2 separate regions of the Sus scrofa genome follow, and region 1 is linked to region 2. A link is a contact called in public Hi-C data. All regions are on one chromosome and are shown on one strand. The core of a region is the stretch at or near the end of the contact, and the rest is flanking DNA. Distances in the headings are between cores, read along the strand shown. Region 1 overlaps ANXA11 (annexin A11). Region 2 overlaps LOC110256808 (a long non-coding RNA gene).

Region 1 (7,356 bases), core at 1,827-4,326, 180 kb before region 2:
GAGTCAGGCACAGCCCCTCCTGCCTGTGCCCCTCCTTCTAGGCCTGGGTGAAGGACCACATGCTTCCTACTTGCCCTCCATGGACTTTACTGCAGCCGCATCTGACCCAAATCCCTGCACCTTTTCAGCATCTTCACCCCAAGCGCAGACTTCAGGAACCTCCCTTTCTTTCTTACGTACCTACAATCCAACCCCTGTAAACTACTTATGCTCAAGCTTTCCTGAACACAAGTTTCTATTTAAAGTCATATAAATTTTCACTGGCTAATAAGCCTGGCACCCCTGAGCTATAGGGCAGAATCATGAAGCACAAGAAAGCAAGCTGACACCAGGTAAACACTTCCAAAACATTCCAGAACTGGCTGACTTTAATCTAGAAACAGCTTTTGAGCATCGACATTCACGTTTAAGGCACATTCTCAATTATAAGAAGCCCTGTCACTGACAGGGAGCTGGCTTTGTTCTTTTGGTTCAGCATGAAAGAAGGAACAGAGGACTGTCTGGTCTTTTTTTTTTTTTTTTCTTCTAAAAAGGAGTGACTTTGGCAATAACAAAGCTCACGACACATTCGCACCAGACGCAAAGAGTACCCTTCAAGGTTTTCCCTTTTACTCCTCAGTGAAGATATGATGCCCCCAACCTCCACCTCTCTTACCTGAATTGCATCTATAGCAAATGTGTGTGTATCTGTCTGGCAATGACTATATATTTTTTAAAAATGCCTCCAAATAAACATACAAAAGTCCATGAATAAAATGAAGCCAAGCGTCTCAGCCACAGCAAAGGGGAATGATTGCATGAGTCAGGAAACAAAACAGCTACTTCAGCAGCAAGAGGCTATGAGGAGTGGAGGGGGGACATCCTAAGAGAGTTCAAGACCAGCCCAGGTCCTTCAGCACGAGCACAATACGTGGATCAGGAGGGCAGGTGGAGGACAGGGCCAGGGTTCTATGGATGGTCCACACTGGGACACCAGGGGGCTATTTTGTGGATTTGCTAGAAACAGATATTCTTTTGGCCTTTTCTTGGAAATGCTGTTGCCAGCAGGTGGACAGAAGTGACCCACCAGTCACCACTCAGTCGTTGCCACCACAGATCTTCAACAGAATCTTCCGGTAATCCCCTGAAGTGTCTCCCTGGTCACAGAAACAAGTAAGACATCAGTTAAGAGAGGCTCAGCCAATTTTGGCTTCCTGGCTCAATTTTCTCATGCCACGAGTGCCCTTACAGAGAGGGAACCCCATCCTAGGAAATTCCCCACCATGCTGCTGCCGCAGAGGGTGAGAGAGAGGCTCATGCACTTGGCCTCGAAGGTGGCAAGGACCTTGGACAACACCGTTCAGCCTTTCTAGCACCTCCCCACCCCCCGCCAAAAAAAAACAGAAAGCTGCTTTCATCACAATGATCAAACTCAGAATTTGAAAAATAAACACAAAACAGCCCTCGCTCTGAACTGCCTTCCCATGCTGCCTCCACCTAAAGCTAAGAAGTGGCTCATCAGGAAGCCAGAGCCTCGGGCCCTCAGGGGGTTCAAGATGTGATCTCCCATGGATGGGTCACAGAACCACAGGGTATCTGGGCGCCAAAGGCCAGGAACCAGGTTGGGGAGGTCTTTCATGTTCTCTGATGCCGATTTTAGACCCTCCTGCCCCAACCATTTACTGAGCAGCAGATATGCTGGATAGTGGGGTGACAGCAGGATCAAGAGCTGACGACCTACTGTACAACTAGACGAACAAATGAAAACTGGGGAGGGCAAGTTGGAGGACCACAGACAAGATGCCTATACATGGCAGAAGCTGAGCCCGAGGGACCTCTGAGGACAGAGAGTAATGGGGTCAGTGGGAGTGGCCAGCAAGGTCCACAGGCAAGCAGGACACCAGGAAGAAGCTCAGACAGCCCCCAGGGGCTCATACCGTGATGTCGTGGTACAGCGACTTGCCGTACAGCCGCTTATACTCCGCCCGGATGTCCAGGAGGTCAATCTCGCTGCGAGACACCATGATGCGGATCAGGGTCCGGTCCTTGGTTCCTGCTCCCTAAAGAGAGTTGCCCAAGGGTGTGAGCAACGGGCCTCCACACTGATCACTTCCCCACCTTCCCTGGGCCCTGGTCCCCTCCCTGCCCATGGGCCCTCTGTCCTCTTGGCTGAAAGGTGGCTCTCCTCCTGCATCCTTCCCTGAGCAAGGTCCCAGTCACAGGTGGCACCCAGATGCTGCACATGGGGGTTACCTACCCTCATGGCCTTGTTGAGCCTTTCAGCAAAGAAGGCTGGAGTATTCTTAAGACATTTCACTAGAAGAGAGAAACACAGTGTTACTCTATCTGCAGAAAATGGGGGGCGGGGGGGAGGGAGCACAGTCACAGAGCACAGAGCAATCTCCTGAGGAGGCCAGACGTCAAACACAGCACTGCATCTATCTTTCTCCCTCTGTCCCCTCCACCCCCATCTCCCCCAAGCTCAGTTATCCCATGATCCTGGCTCTAGCTCTTTGGAATAGAAACATGCAGAGCTCTTGACACCAACCCAGCCCCGTTCCTGGTAGTCAATGTGATGAAAGGAACTATGTAGGGAAGGAACGGGGAGGGTGATGAGGAACCATGATGCTTCTCACGTGGGAGGGGGCAGACTGGAGATGGCGTGGTCCTTATGGAGAAGGATGGCCAAGTGGAATGAATGTCTCCCTGGGGCTCTCAGGCCACCTCCCAATGGGGATGCAGGAAAATCTGTGCTATCCAGAAAGCTCCAAGAAAAGCAAAGTGAAAGATGGGCCGTGATGTTACCAAGTGGGTCTAAAGAGGAGCCAACCTCATGGGTATGTGGGTGGGCCTGGAGCCCATCAGGCGCTGCCCTCCTCTAGAGGACATGACACAGTCCTGCACTGCAGGAAGCACACCAGCGTCTCAGGAGCTATGCCAGCTTTCCTTGGCAAGGGCCTATTTTGCTATCACAAGTAAAAAAAAAAAAAAACCTTCCACGTGTTTCCATCACAAACATCTGACAAGTGCCTGCAGGGATGTATTTTTAGAGGAAACTTGGCAGGATATGAGTCAGCTCCCTCTGGGAGCGCACTAGTGCCCACACTGCAGCTCCTCCCCCAGAGCCTCGCTTGACACATAAACAAGACACCTCCCTGGGACAGGGAGGCTGGGGCTACAACAAAGCATTGATCCAGGAAGCAGCCTGATTTCCTGTCACTTAGCTGGATTTAGCAATCCTGGATCCTTCCACTATCCTCTTCCTCAACCAGAGGGTGGGTGAGCACCCTGAAAACTTACAACACACGCCAGCCTCTTGCAGGCAGGCCAGAGACACCTACCCACGGCCAGCATGCCCTCCTCCAGGTCCCCAGACATCTCCCGGCAGATGCTCTTCTCAATGTCACGACCTGTCATTCTCTGATACTCGTTGAAAACTAGTGGAAAGACAGAGAGTCATGTTATGGACTGAATTCTATTCTCCCCACCACAGATTCCTATGTTCAAGTCCTAATCCCGAGGACTTCAGAATCTAACTGTACTTGGAGATAAAGTCTTTAAAGAGGCCATAACATTAGAATGAGGCCCTTTGAGTGGGCCCAAATCCAATGTGAGTGGTTTCTTTATAACAAAAGGAGATTTGGGGAGTTCCCTGGTGGTCTAGTGATTAGGATTCACTGCTTTCACTGCCGTGGCCTGGGAACTGAGCCCTATGTCAAGCTGCTGCACATCACAGCCAAAAAAAGAAGTTCTCGTTGTAGCTCAGTGGAAACGGATCCAACTAGGAACCATGAGGTTGCAGGTTTGATCTCTGGCTTCGCTGGGTGGGTTAAGGATCCAGCGTTGCTGTGAGCTGTGGTAGGTCACAGACTCGGCTCAGATCTGGTGCTGCTGTGGCTGTGGCATAAGCCGGCAGCTGTAGCTCCAATTAGACCCCTAGCCTGGGAACCCCCATATGCCTCAGGTATGGCCCTCAAAAGACAAAAACAAACAAACAAACAAAAGAGTGAGAGAGAGATTTGGATACACAAGGAAACACCAAGGTTGCAAACACAAAAATGCTCATGTATAGACACAGCAAAGAGGGCGGCCTCAGGAGAAACCAACCCTACTGAAACCTTGATCTTGGACTTCTAGCCTTCGGAACTGTGAGAAGATAAGCTTTTGCTGTTTAAGCCCCTCAGCCTGTGATACTTTATTATGGCAGCTGACTTGTACGGGAGAGGCAGTGAGCAGGCCTCTGTCCCTTCTGGAACCACCTCTCCTACTCTGCTCCATGGCACCCTGGGTGGCCCTACTGACCACACCTGCCCAGCTCTCAGGTCTGCCGGTTCTTCATCCCAAGGTGAGTACACTCCCCCTGCCCCCCAGGCCTGCTCATGCAGTCCCCTGACTAGCCCTGCCCTCACCACTGCTCACCCACTGCACCGTTAGTAACCCCCTGTCCAGGAGCCCAACTCTGACACTCTCTGCCCAGATCCTAGGCACTTCCAGTCCCAGCCCTTCTCGGTCACTCTACATACCAGTCTTTCTCAATCTGACCGTGAGCTTGCGCTGGGATGGACCGAGCACCCTTGGGAAGTGGCTGTGGGTCCCAAGAGGCAGATGGCACCAAAGAGACAGATTCTAACTTGAGCTCTGTCCCTGGATATAAATCCCCTCTTCTTCTCCAGCCAGGGTCTCAGTTTCTATCCATGTTTTCCAAACTGTTGTCATTTGCATATCAGTATCCTGATTTCTGCTGTATCTGCATCCATCTTCATTACTTACCATTTTCTACAGATCAGCGCCTCTCTTCTAATAATGTTTGTGAAACCAAGGGTTTGATGTGCTATACATATATTCTATATTCATTACAATAAATAATGATTAAGATGAACATATGTTCACCCATGCTCCATTACAGTAAAGTGTAGAAGTTAAAAAGCGTGCTGTGGAGGCAGTCAGCCTGGGTTCAAAGCCCAGCTCCTGGCACGTTACCAGCTGGGTGGCTAAGCTGCCAACTGCCCTGTGGCTACTTCCTCATATGTAAATAGGAGAATAGCACCTACTTGCATGTATTAAAGGCTTAGCACAGGCACAGAGCAGCTGCTGGCGTTCTCACCACCCACGTTGCTAGGTGTGGTCACCATTCTCCATCCACACCTGCCCTCACATGTTCACTGCTGACACTGCCGGCCTCACCTTTGTCTGGGATGTCCCTTTGTCTCCTGCAACGGCCAGGACCCTGTCCTCAGACCATTGGTCTGCCTCCCAACTCCCTCCCAAGGGAACTTCTTGTGGCCCCAGCGCCTCAGACTCCATTGACCCACTCACAGCTCCCAAACTTCCATCTCTAGCCCAAACCTCTTCTGACCACTGGACTCATACACCCAGCTGCCTACCTGGTATCTCCAGCCCAAGGCTCCTAACTCTCCTTCCTCCTGAAGTCTGCTCCATCCAAGCATCCCAGTCTCAGTTGAGGGCCCCTCTCCTCTTCCACTGGCTCAGCCAGAACATATCCTGTGTCATCCTTGAAAACTTTCTTTCTCCCACTCTCCATGTCCATTAATCAGCAATGGGGCCAGAATCTGACCCCTTCCTCCTCACTACCTGCCCCTACCAGCTAATCCAGGCCACCATTTCTCCCTGGGATTTACTGCAGCAGCCTCCTCTCTGGTTTCTTCTCCACACAGTGGGCAGTACACTCGCAAAATCTAAGTCAGATCATGCCCTGCCTTCACACTGAGCCCTCCAATGGCTGTTTTACTCAGGATAAAACCATGCAATTATCAGCAGAGCTTCCTCCTGTCTCTAACCTCACCTCTTCCTCCTCCTCCTCTCACACACCCCATCTGCCCCACCTCACCAGCCCCCTTCACTATTTCCCGGTTGTGCTGAGGGCCTTATGCTCAGGGCCTCTGCATGTGCAACTCCTCCGAGTTCTTTTTTTTTTTTTTTTTTTTTTTGCTATTTCTTTGGGCCACTTCCGGTGGCATATGGAGGTTCCCAGGTTAGGGGTCTAATCGGAGCTGTAGCCACCGGCAACACCACAGCCACAGCAACGCAGGATCCGAGCTGCGTCTGCTCAGGGCAACGCCGGATCCTTAACCCACTGAGCGAGGCCAGGGAGCAAACCCGCAACCTCATGGTTCCTAGTCGGATTCGTTAACCACTGAGCCACGATGGGAACTCCTCCTCCGAGTTCTTAACTCAAATGTCATTACCTCAGTGAGGACTGCCCCCAACATCCTCAGTCCCTTTATCACTTCCTATCCCAGTTTCTAACTTTATAATTCCTCTCTAAAGGAATCTGGTACAGATCGAATTTAGTTTTCGTTTATTGCCCATCTCCTGCAACAAGAAGATGAACTCCATGAGAACAGAGATTCTGCAGTGCCGTTCCCTACACCTGTTCCATGACCTGGCATGTGGCAGAAGCTCAGTTTATATTTGTTAAAAGAATGAGTAAAGAAGTGTTCCTTAGTATTATTAATTGTTCTATTCATTTACTTTTTTGGCTGCGCCTGCAGCATGTGAAAGTTCCCTGGCCAGGAACTGAACCCCACACCACAGCAGTGAACCCAGCCACCGCAGGGACAACACAAGATCCTTAACCTGCTGCATCACAAGAGAATTCCTGTTCTGTTTATTCTTTTTTGGGGGGAGTGGGGTCTTTTTGTCTTTTTAGGGCCACATCCGCCCATGGCACATGCAGTTTCCCAGCTAAAGGTCGAACTAGAGCTGTAACCACAGCCATCGCGACACAGGATCCAAGCCGAATCTGCAACAGCTCATGGCAATACCGGATCTTTAACCCACTGAGCAAGGCCAGGGATCGAACCTGTGTCCTCATGGATACTAGTTGGGTTCGCTAACTGCTGAGCCACAACGGGAACTCCCTGTTTATTCTTTATGCCACACTTTGGAAATCACTGGATGGGGTGCTCTTGAAGGCTCTCTCAACTCTAATATTTCATATGCCAGCAGATAACTATATCAGCCCACAGGAGGCTCCCATTTCCCACACCTCCTCCCTTGCTTCCTACGAGACCAGATGCTTACAGACTCAGGAAACCTGCTAATAATATCTTTTAAATCTCCACCAGGGGGCTCTTTCAAGAAAGTGAAGGGTCTATGCAGAGCGGAACTGCCAAGTGTCCTGCAAGCTCTTGCCTGCCACACCTGTCTGCCCTCATTACCTGGCTGCAGGAGCCAGGGACTGCCTTACCTGCCACCAGGTGGGCCCGGCTCCGGGAGCACAGAATTGCATTGAACTTGGACTCATCTGTTCCCAGGCGGTTCTCCCCAGCTGCATAGAGCTCCTGGACAGAGAGGCAGAAGGGTATGCAATGCAGCCTCACCCCAGAGGCACACCAGACCCAAGTCACCTAGGAG
Region 2 (7,507 bases), core at 3,467-5,966:
GGGCCTCCCTTGTGCTGGACCCTGGTTTCATCATCTGGTTAATGTCTGTGCACCGTTGTCCTGCCTCTGTCCTGGGCTTTAGTGAGCTTCAAATGGTGGCCGCTCAGAGATCACGGGGGAGGGCGAAGTGGCATCTAGACCCAGGGCTCTGGGTAAAAGCCTCCCATAGCCCTAGCCCCAGCCCAAGGCCTCAGCCATGCCTCTGGGACTTAGAACACATGTGTTGCCTGCAGTAGGTGAGAGGCAGGAAGGGTCCTGGGTGCTTCTTGAAACAACCTCTGTGATTACAGGCACACGTGCTCTCTCTCCGGGCCCACCCTGTGTATCTCTCTCCCTCTTCCTGTCTGTCTGTCTGGCGCACTGTCTCTGCCTCTCCCCACATCTGTCTCACTCTCCCTGCTTCTCTGGTATTTCTTTCTCTCCACCCCCTCCTCCCCACCCTTGGGCCCGCGTCTACCTTCCTCTCTGCAGAGACCCCTGGAGAAGCCCGATGGCCTGGACGTGTCTGACCAGAGCAAGGAGCACCCCCAGCACCTGTGCGAGAAGTGCAAGGTGCTGGGCTACTACTGCCGGCGCGTGCAATGACCCGGCCGCCCACCATGCCCCACCGCCCTCCTGCCAGCTGGAGAAGACGCAACCACCCTGCATGTCCCCAAGTGTGCACGTGCAAGGGGGCATCCTCAAAGGCTTACAGGTCTGGTGGGTGGGCTCTTATGTTCTTGTATGTTGACAAACAGTGTTAACTGACGTAGCTGCCGCCCCACAAGGCCCGCTCTCTGCGACTCTCTACAGGTGGGCCTGGGTCTGTGTGGAGGGGACAAGGTGAGCAGAGGTCAGCGCACAGGACCCCACAGAGCCTTCAGCGTCCCCTGCAGGCTCTCCTCTGAGACTCCCTTTTGGGTGAGCAGCCTTACATTGGCCACAAGTGCACTAAATTTACTGTGAATCCCAGAGCCTGCAGGGGATGGTCTCCCAAAACCAGCCAGGTGGCCTTCTCCCACCCAGAACCTTCCAGTTTGCCCTGTGTGAAAAGCCACTCTTGGAAAGCCCTAATTTTCTAAGTCAGTGCTCATGGCAAGCTGACTCCTGTTCTAGCAGCTGCTGGGGAGCGGGCATCTCTGCCCCCTGCCACTTTGAGCCCCAAACCTGACTGCCTCTGAAGCCACTGGCATTGCACCTGGGCCCCGCACATCTCCCCTCCCCCTACACCCCAGAGGTCAGGGATGGGGAGGCACTGAATGTTGGACGGTGCTCCAGCGTGTGACCTGGGGCACAGAGGGCAACACCCCCTCCCCCACCACAGACTTCCCCCACGCGTTTGGATTTTGCCAGCCCTATCCCCTTCCCTTCTCCTTCCCCTCTCACCCATGCTGGGGAGCCACACCCGGAAGGAGGCAATAGGACCCAGCAGGGAAACCACTCTGGCAGGAAGGACCCAGGCCTGGCAGTCCAAAGACCTGGGTTTTAATGCTGACCCCGCCACTGATGCACTACAGAGCCTTGAGAAGGATTCTCACCTCTGGGCCTCTGTTTCCCCACTAAGAGAAAGAGAGAGTGACACCAGAGAGGCCCATTTCTGTCCTGATGTTCTGGAATTCTGCCTGGCTGGGTGCCATCTCCTGGAGCAGAGAGCTTTATTTGGAGAGTTTCCCCAGGCTCCCTACCCATCCCCTTCCCACTATCACCCATCAGTCAGTCACTTAAGAAATCAGGTGGAGGGATGCAGGTCCTCCCCTGTTGCCCCCTGCAACCCCAGCCATGTCTTTTGTCCCCTACCCTGCAAACGTGAAGGAGAAAGGTCTCCCCCTCCTTACAGGGCAACCCCAAGACACGCTACAGAACCTCTGGTTTGCAAAGTGGGGACAATGATTCCTACCTCCTGAGGGGGCGGAGAGGCCTCCTGGCACTCACACTGGACAGGCCTGCCGATGCTGTCCTGGCTAGTGGGAAGGATTGCCTTCCTCTCTGCTCTCTCCCCCATGAGAAGCCCTATTTGCTTTGTCATATTACCCTTCCTTTCTCCCAGGGCTGGGTCCTTTGATGTTGCCCCAACATTATGCCTCTGTGGGAAAAAAAAAAAAAAAAAAAAAAATCAGACCGCGGAATGGGCCTGAAATTCAGTGTTTACCACGGCTCAAGGACACCCAACCTGGGGCCGGTCGTCTTTGGTTTTCAAGTGAAAATGCTTTGTACAACTGAGGAGTTACGGCAAAGTGTTAATCAGGGGTCCAGGGAGTGAGTTGAAGAGATGGAGTTGAGAGTATTTGCAGCCAGAGGGCTGCAGGGTAGATTGGGGGGGGCCAAGCCCTCTGAGCACTTAGGAAGGGTGTGTGTGCTCCAGCCTGAGCCCTGTAGCTGCCTCCCTCCAGGCCTGCAGGGGCAGAACGCCCGCCACCAACTGTGAACGTGCTTACCGCCCACTGAAGAATCCCTCTGCCCCCTGCCTGCTCTACTGTGTCAAGGTGAGCCAGAGTCACCCTGGCCCTGGGTTCTCTGTCCCCGAGAAGCTGTCACTGTCAGTCATCCTCGTGTCCCTCTAAAGAGAGCATTCACAGGGGTGGCAGTGTCCTGGTTTCCACTGCGAGGACAAGGCCCCAAGACTTCCAGGGACTTGGCCCCACGGGGAGGACCTGGGCTTCTGGGTGCTTGGGCTGAGGTTGTGCGGGAAGTCCACATCCTAGAAAGAACCCAGGCTCCAGACTCCAGAAGGAATATCACCCCAAAGTGACCTTTGCAGTGGGCTTGTCCAGCTGGCAGTCACTGCCGCTGCCATCTGTGCAGAATCAGCCACTGTGGGGGGGCTGGGCCCTCCTGCCTGGGGCAGCCCTTCCATATTGCCCCCGCCCCATGGCTGAATTTGGGAGCTCTGTGTGGTCAGCAAAAGCCACTGCTGTCCAGGCTGGTGCTGTGAGAATTAAGTGCTCAGAGGGCCCGGGCGTCCAGGAGACAAGAAAGTGTGTGGTTTCAGTATGTTCAAAAGGGACAATCGCTTGCAGTTAGTAGATCTAGCGATCTAGTTGGGAGATAATGGTGTTTACCCCATATGAAGTATTCAATAGTTCTACTTGTGAATTTGTATTTATTTTGAGTTATACTTGACACAGAATTCCTTTTTTTTTTTTTTTAAAGAAAAATACTATGTGTGTATTTTGAAAAGAAAATTCATGGATGTTAAAATTTCTGCATGGTTTCCAATTTTTCTCACAACACTGAATTTGTTACCTTCTCCCGAAAGATCTTCACAGTGATTTTTGTCTGTATATATTTGAGGGCCTTTTTTAAAAAAAAAAGAAGAAAAAGAAAAAGACAAGAAAAATATAATTACTTGATTTTTGAGATTTAAAATAAACAAAAGGAGAGGCATTTTCAAAACTTCAGAGCTTTCAGGAGGGCAGTAGAATATCAAATGAAGATTTCTGGAAGTATTTTTTGCAAACCTTCTGGTTGAGCTGCAAGAAAATATTTATGGTGAGAACTTTTCTCTTTTTCCTGTTTTTTTTTTTTTTGGTTTGATTTTTTACTATGCTTTGGTCTGTAAAAAGTCTGCAACTGAATTACATTAAGGAAATATTGTCTACATAGAATATTATATGAAGTTGGTACATAATTCTGATGAGGAAAAAAAAAATCTTTGCAATTCTTTAAGCCATATTATTGTTATTCTCTCTTGTTTGCCTTGGATGAAAATATCAGTATTAAGTAGTCAGCATATTATTCAAGTGCTTATACTTATTAATATGTTCCTGTCCTGTATTTATACATATGTGTATTTTGGAAAGTATTGCCTTTTTGGAGGGAAGCTATTATTAGATACTTAGTGAAAAAGGGAATGGGAAGCTCTTTGAGCCTCTTCAGCTGAGGATAACACAGCACTATAATCCATTCTCTTGCACCTTCTTATTATTATCTTGTTATTATGGTTATTAATCTTGTGGGGGGGCAGGAGTGAGCTAGGGGAACAGGGGGCATGTGACTGATTAGCCCCTCTATGGTTGGCCAGCTCCAAAGATGGCCTCCTTGGCCTGATCCAGGGCTTCCGGTCAGAACAGCCCAAAGAGGGAAGAGGAAGACAGACTTCACACCGTTCCTTTTGGAGCTTTGCCATCTGAGCCATGTCCCAGGTCCCCATGCTCTTTGAACTTGGATTTGTCCCCCTGCCCTCCACCATCTAATGGACTTGAATCTACTCGAAATGAATATTTAACCCAGCATCACTACATCACAGCCCAGAGCGACAGCTAACCCTGAAATCTGGGAGGCGTCCAGCCTTGGGGAATTCATCGCTCTCTGTTGCCAACCTCACTCGACGTCCTCCACTCGCATGTGGTGACCCTGTCCATGTCTGTATCTGTTAATATGTGTGTGTCCAGCTAGAAAGACAAACAGAACCCGTGGGCCAGCTCGGAGGGTGCGTGGAGGAGGCTCCCGACCGCTCCCGAGGGCCGCCCTCGGGATGGCATTCCGTTGTGTGCCTTATTCCTGGAGAATCTGTATACGGCCTGCCTATAGAAATATAGCCTTTTCATGCTGTATTAAAAGGACTCTTAAAAGCAAGAGAGGCTCCTGGTTTCCTTGTTTACGCAGAGTGTCCGTGGGAGCTAGACGTTTTCACAGACCAGAGGGGCCAAGTAGGGCGGGAGGACTCGGAGCCGCCCTTCTGCTGTCATGAGTCTGGGACGTCCGGTCCTTGCCCTGCCTCCACACCATTGATTTGCCTTCTCCCAGCCCCTCTGTCCCCAAGCAGACACTCTCTCCAGGGTGAACGCCCTCCCCAAGCAGGGCCCCAGACTGGGCGAGATTGTCAGCACATTAGGTCACAGTTAGCTCAGCGATGGGACTCCCGGTGACCATATATAGGAGTGAATCTTCCTCGGAGATGCAGCCTCGGGCCTCGCCACCACAGCTCCCACTCGGATCTCTCGCCAGGATCAGGATTTGGACCTCAGACACTGGGCATCCCACAGTGAGCAAAGTGAAGTGTCCGGGGCCTCCTGGAAAGACCCTGGGAAAGGGGACAGAGGACTCGTCTGAGCAAGGACCCAGGCTGGGCTGTCTCCAGGTGGGGCTCTTGCTGAGGGCCACAGACAGGAAGCCACAGCTCATAAGGCCTGGAGCCACAGCCAAGAAAGTCTGAGGGAGCCACCTGCATATGGAGCCCTGAGGCCCAGGGTCTTCGCACTTGTGGTTCTCAACCTGGCTGCTCACCAGAATCGCCCATGGGAACCGCCTTGGTCTCACCCGGAGATGCTTGAGAAACCAGCCTGGGTGTCCTTAAAGTCCCTGATCAGTCCAGCATGCAAGGCTGAGAAGTATAGGGCTTTGAAATGGTCTCTAGGGTCCTATGGGGCCAGTGGTGATGGCTGTAAGGAGACTGGTGGGTGGTGGGGTGGGGGGGGTGAGGGGTTTCAGCTCGCTGGAGGGACATCCCCTCCCCAGCTCCAGCCAATTGCTGCTATCTAAGAATACACTGTCTGGGGCAGAGGGGGGAGAGGGGGCGGCAAGAGACTAGGAATTCAGGTTGTTATGTGAAATTTTCCAATTTTTAAATTTTGGCAACTAGTTTATTAAGTTTTTTTAAAATTTTTTCTTTTTATGGCCGCACCCACAGCATATGGAAGTTCCTGGGCCTGTGGTTAAATCTGAGCCACAGCTGTGACCCGAGGCACAGCTGCGGCAATGCTGGATCCTTTAACCCACTGTACCAGAGCGGGAATCGAACCCACACCTCCACAATGACCCAAGCCGCTGCAGTCAGGTTCTTAGCCCACTGTGCCATGGCAGGAACTCCTTAAATTTTTAAATAGCCAAACTATCCGCGAGCCGGCCCATGCCTCTAGACAGCAACCTCTGAGATGGAACAGTGAAACTAAGATGTGAGTCCTTGGGGTCAGGGACCATGGGTTGGGGAGAAGTGGGGGACAGGAAGGAACAGAGGCTCCTGACTCCAGAGGCAGGACCTATTAGCTTATTTGGGGTACACAGCAAATCCTGGCAGCCACCATGCCCTTTCCTGCTCATTGGCACAGAGGAAGGATTAATTCACTTCCTGGTGCCTGGCTTCAGGGTGAGTGAAATGGCAGGCAGGACCAGAACTGGCCTGACGCAGGTGGGTGGCACCCCAGCAGGATGGGCAAAGGAGAGAATAATCCCCCATGAGAGCCTCTCCACCTGCAGCCCAGGGAAGGCTGTGCTCCCTGTTACAGGTCTGAGGACATGGAGCCCCGTCTGTCTCAGTGGCCACAACACTGGCTTCCAGATCAGCCCTGCCTCCCCTGGCTGTGTGACCCTGAGCTGCTCCCCCGGCCTCTTTGAGCCAGAGCTTCCAAGGGGATATTACATGGATAAGAAGCCCAGTGACCACAAGGCCCAGCACATGGCTTGGCACCTGGGTGGCGGGTTAGGGGCCACGGTCTGCGGCTCAGGCCAGAGGTCATACAGGGAGTCTGAGTGGAGCCAGGCCTCCAACCCTGGAAGCTGGTTCATTTGATCATTTGCCCCCTGTGCTGGGGCTGAGGTGTCAAGGTTAGTATTGGATTATCTGCCCTTGTGTGTCGTATGCATGTCCCGTGTGTTTGTTTTGTTTTGTGTTCCACGGAAAGAAAACAACCCAAAGCAAACACAGCCTGCATTTCGACATCTCCTAGAGCTGTGGAAACCAGTAATTCCCCTGGACAGGAAGGATTTCCGGTTGGACTGAATGTCCACGTCCAGAGGCAGCCAAACGCTGAGAGCATAGTCCACTGCAGAAGGGGGCGTCAGGGGTCCCAAAGGGGAGGCCCCGGCTCTGAGCCTGCCCCTGACAGGAAGCCGGCGACCTCCACCCCTGAATTTAAGGCCCCCAGAGGGGAGAGCTCATTTGAGGTCACCCAGCAGGCAGGTGGCTGAGCAGGATTTGAACCCTGAAATCTCACCCCCAGTGTAGTGTTTCAGAGGCGGAGCTGGGGCTTGGCCCCAGGCAGCATGCTAGGCCCAGAGTGAGGGCCCCCAAGCACAGGGGTTGTCTCGAGGGGCAGGCAGCTCCAGCCCATGAAGGCCTTTGTAAGGAGCCCTTACACTGGACACAGGGCTTGGAGACCAGACAGTGCCCCAGGCCTGGGGTCGGAGCATGTCTGTTCAACCACTGCCCCCTCTCCCACCTCAGCACGAAAACCCTGGGGGCTCAGAAGCCACCATGTGGCCCAGACAAAGCTCCTAGCACCAACCCCTCCTTGGAAAATGTGATGTGGAACCTCCCCATCCTGACCTATGAGCTGGGGCAACTGGACGCACCGAGGGCTGCAGTGGATGCTGGGCGGACCCTGCATGCACAGATGCTCTATGCTGGCTGCTTTGACTCTCACAGGCTCTACTGCCATCCAGCTTCTGCCTGGGCCCTGACCACAGGCCCAGGTCTCTCCCGTCCCTCTGGCCCCCTGTGTGCTCCTAACAGTCCTGGCAGGAACCAGGGTAAAGAACACTATGCCAACATGGCAGGTGGGGAAACTGAGGCCCAGGGAGAGTCCTGACG

What was found. A called contact is a pair of places that touch in the nucleus more often than the background predicts.
Region 1: a contact with region 2 is called in a Hi-C map of retroperitoneal adipose tissue, with 1.5 times the contacts expected there. The contact joins two enhancer-like sites. A contact is called at or near these places in 3 of 47 Hi-C or Micro-C datasets (mesenteric adipose tissue, retroperitoneal adipose tissue and subcutaneous adipose tissue).

What each region holds. Positions count from the first base shown.
Region 1 is chr14:81,872,546-81,879,901 of Sscrofa11.1, reverse strand. It overlaps ANXA11 (annexin A11), which reads right to left. Exons shown (of 15, transcript XM_001924178.6): 11 at 7,190-7,283; 12 at 3,321-3,416; 13 at 2,237-2,295; 14 at 1,917-2,039; 15 at 337-1,136. The coding sequence ends at 1,077. Among named protein-coding and RNA genes, the nearest start is that of PLAC9, 26 kb to the left of the region's middle. Within about 2 kb of position 3,076, at least 35 of the 83 cell types and tissues checked have an H3K27ac peak or open chromatin away from gene starts, as enhancers often do. A contact at or near this core is called in retroperitoneal adipose tissue, where this site is marked.
Region 2 is chr14:81,695,035-81,702,541 of Sscrofa11.1, reverse strand. It overlaps LOC110256808 (a long non-coding RNA gene), which reads right to left. Exons shown (of 2, transcript XR_002338824.1): 2 at 3,482-5,002. It overlaps ZCCHC24 (zinc finger CCHC domain-containing protein 24), which reads left to right. Exons shown (of 4, transcript XM_021073637.1): 4 at 472-3,122. The coding sequence ends at 585. Among named protein-coding and RNA genes, the nearest start is that of PPIF, 24 kb to the right of the region's middle. Within about 2 kb of position 4,716, at least 31 of the 83 cell types and tissues checked have an H3K27ac peak or open chromatin away from gene starts, as enhancers often do. A contact at or near this core is called in retroperitoneal adipose tissue, where this site is marked.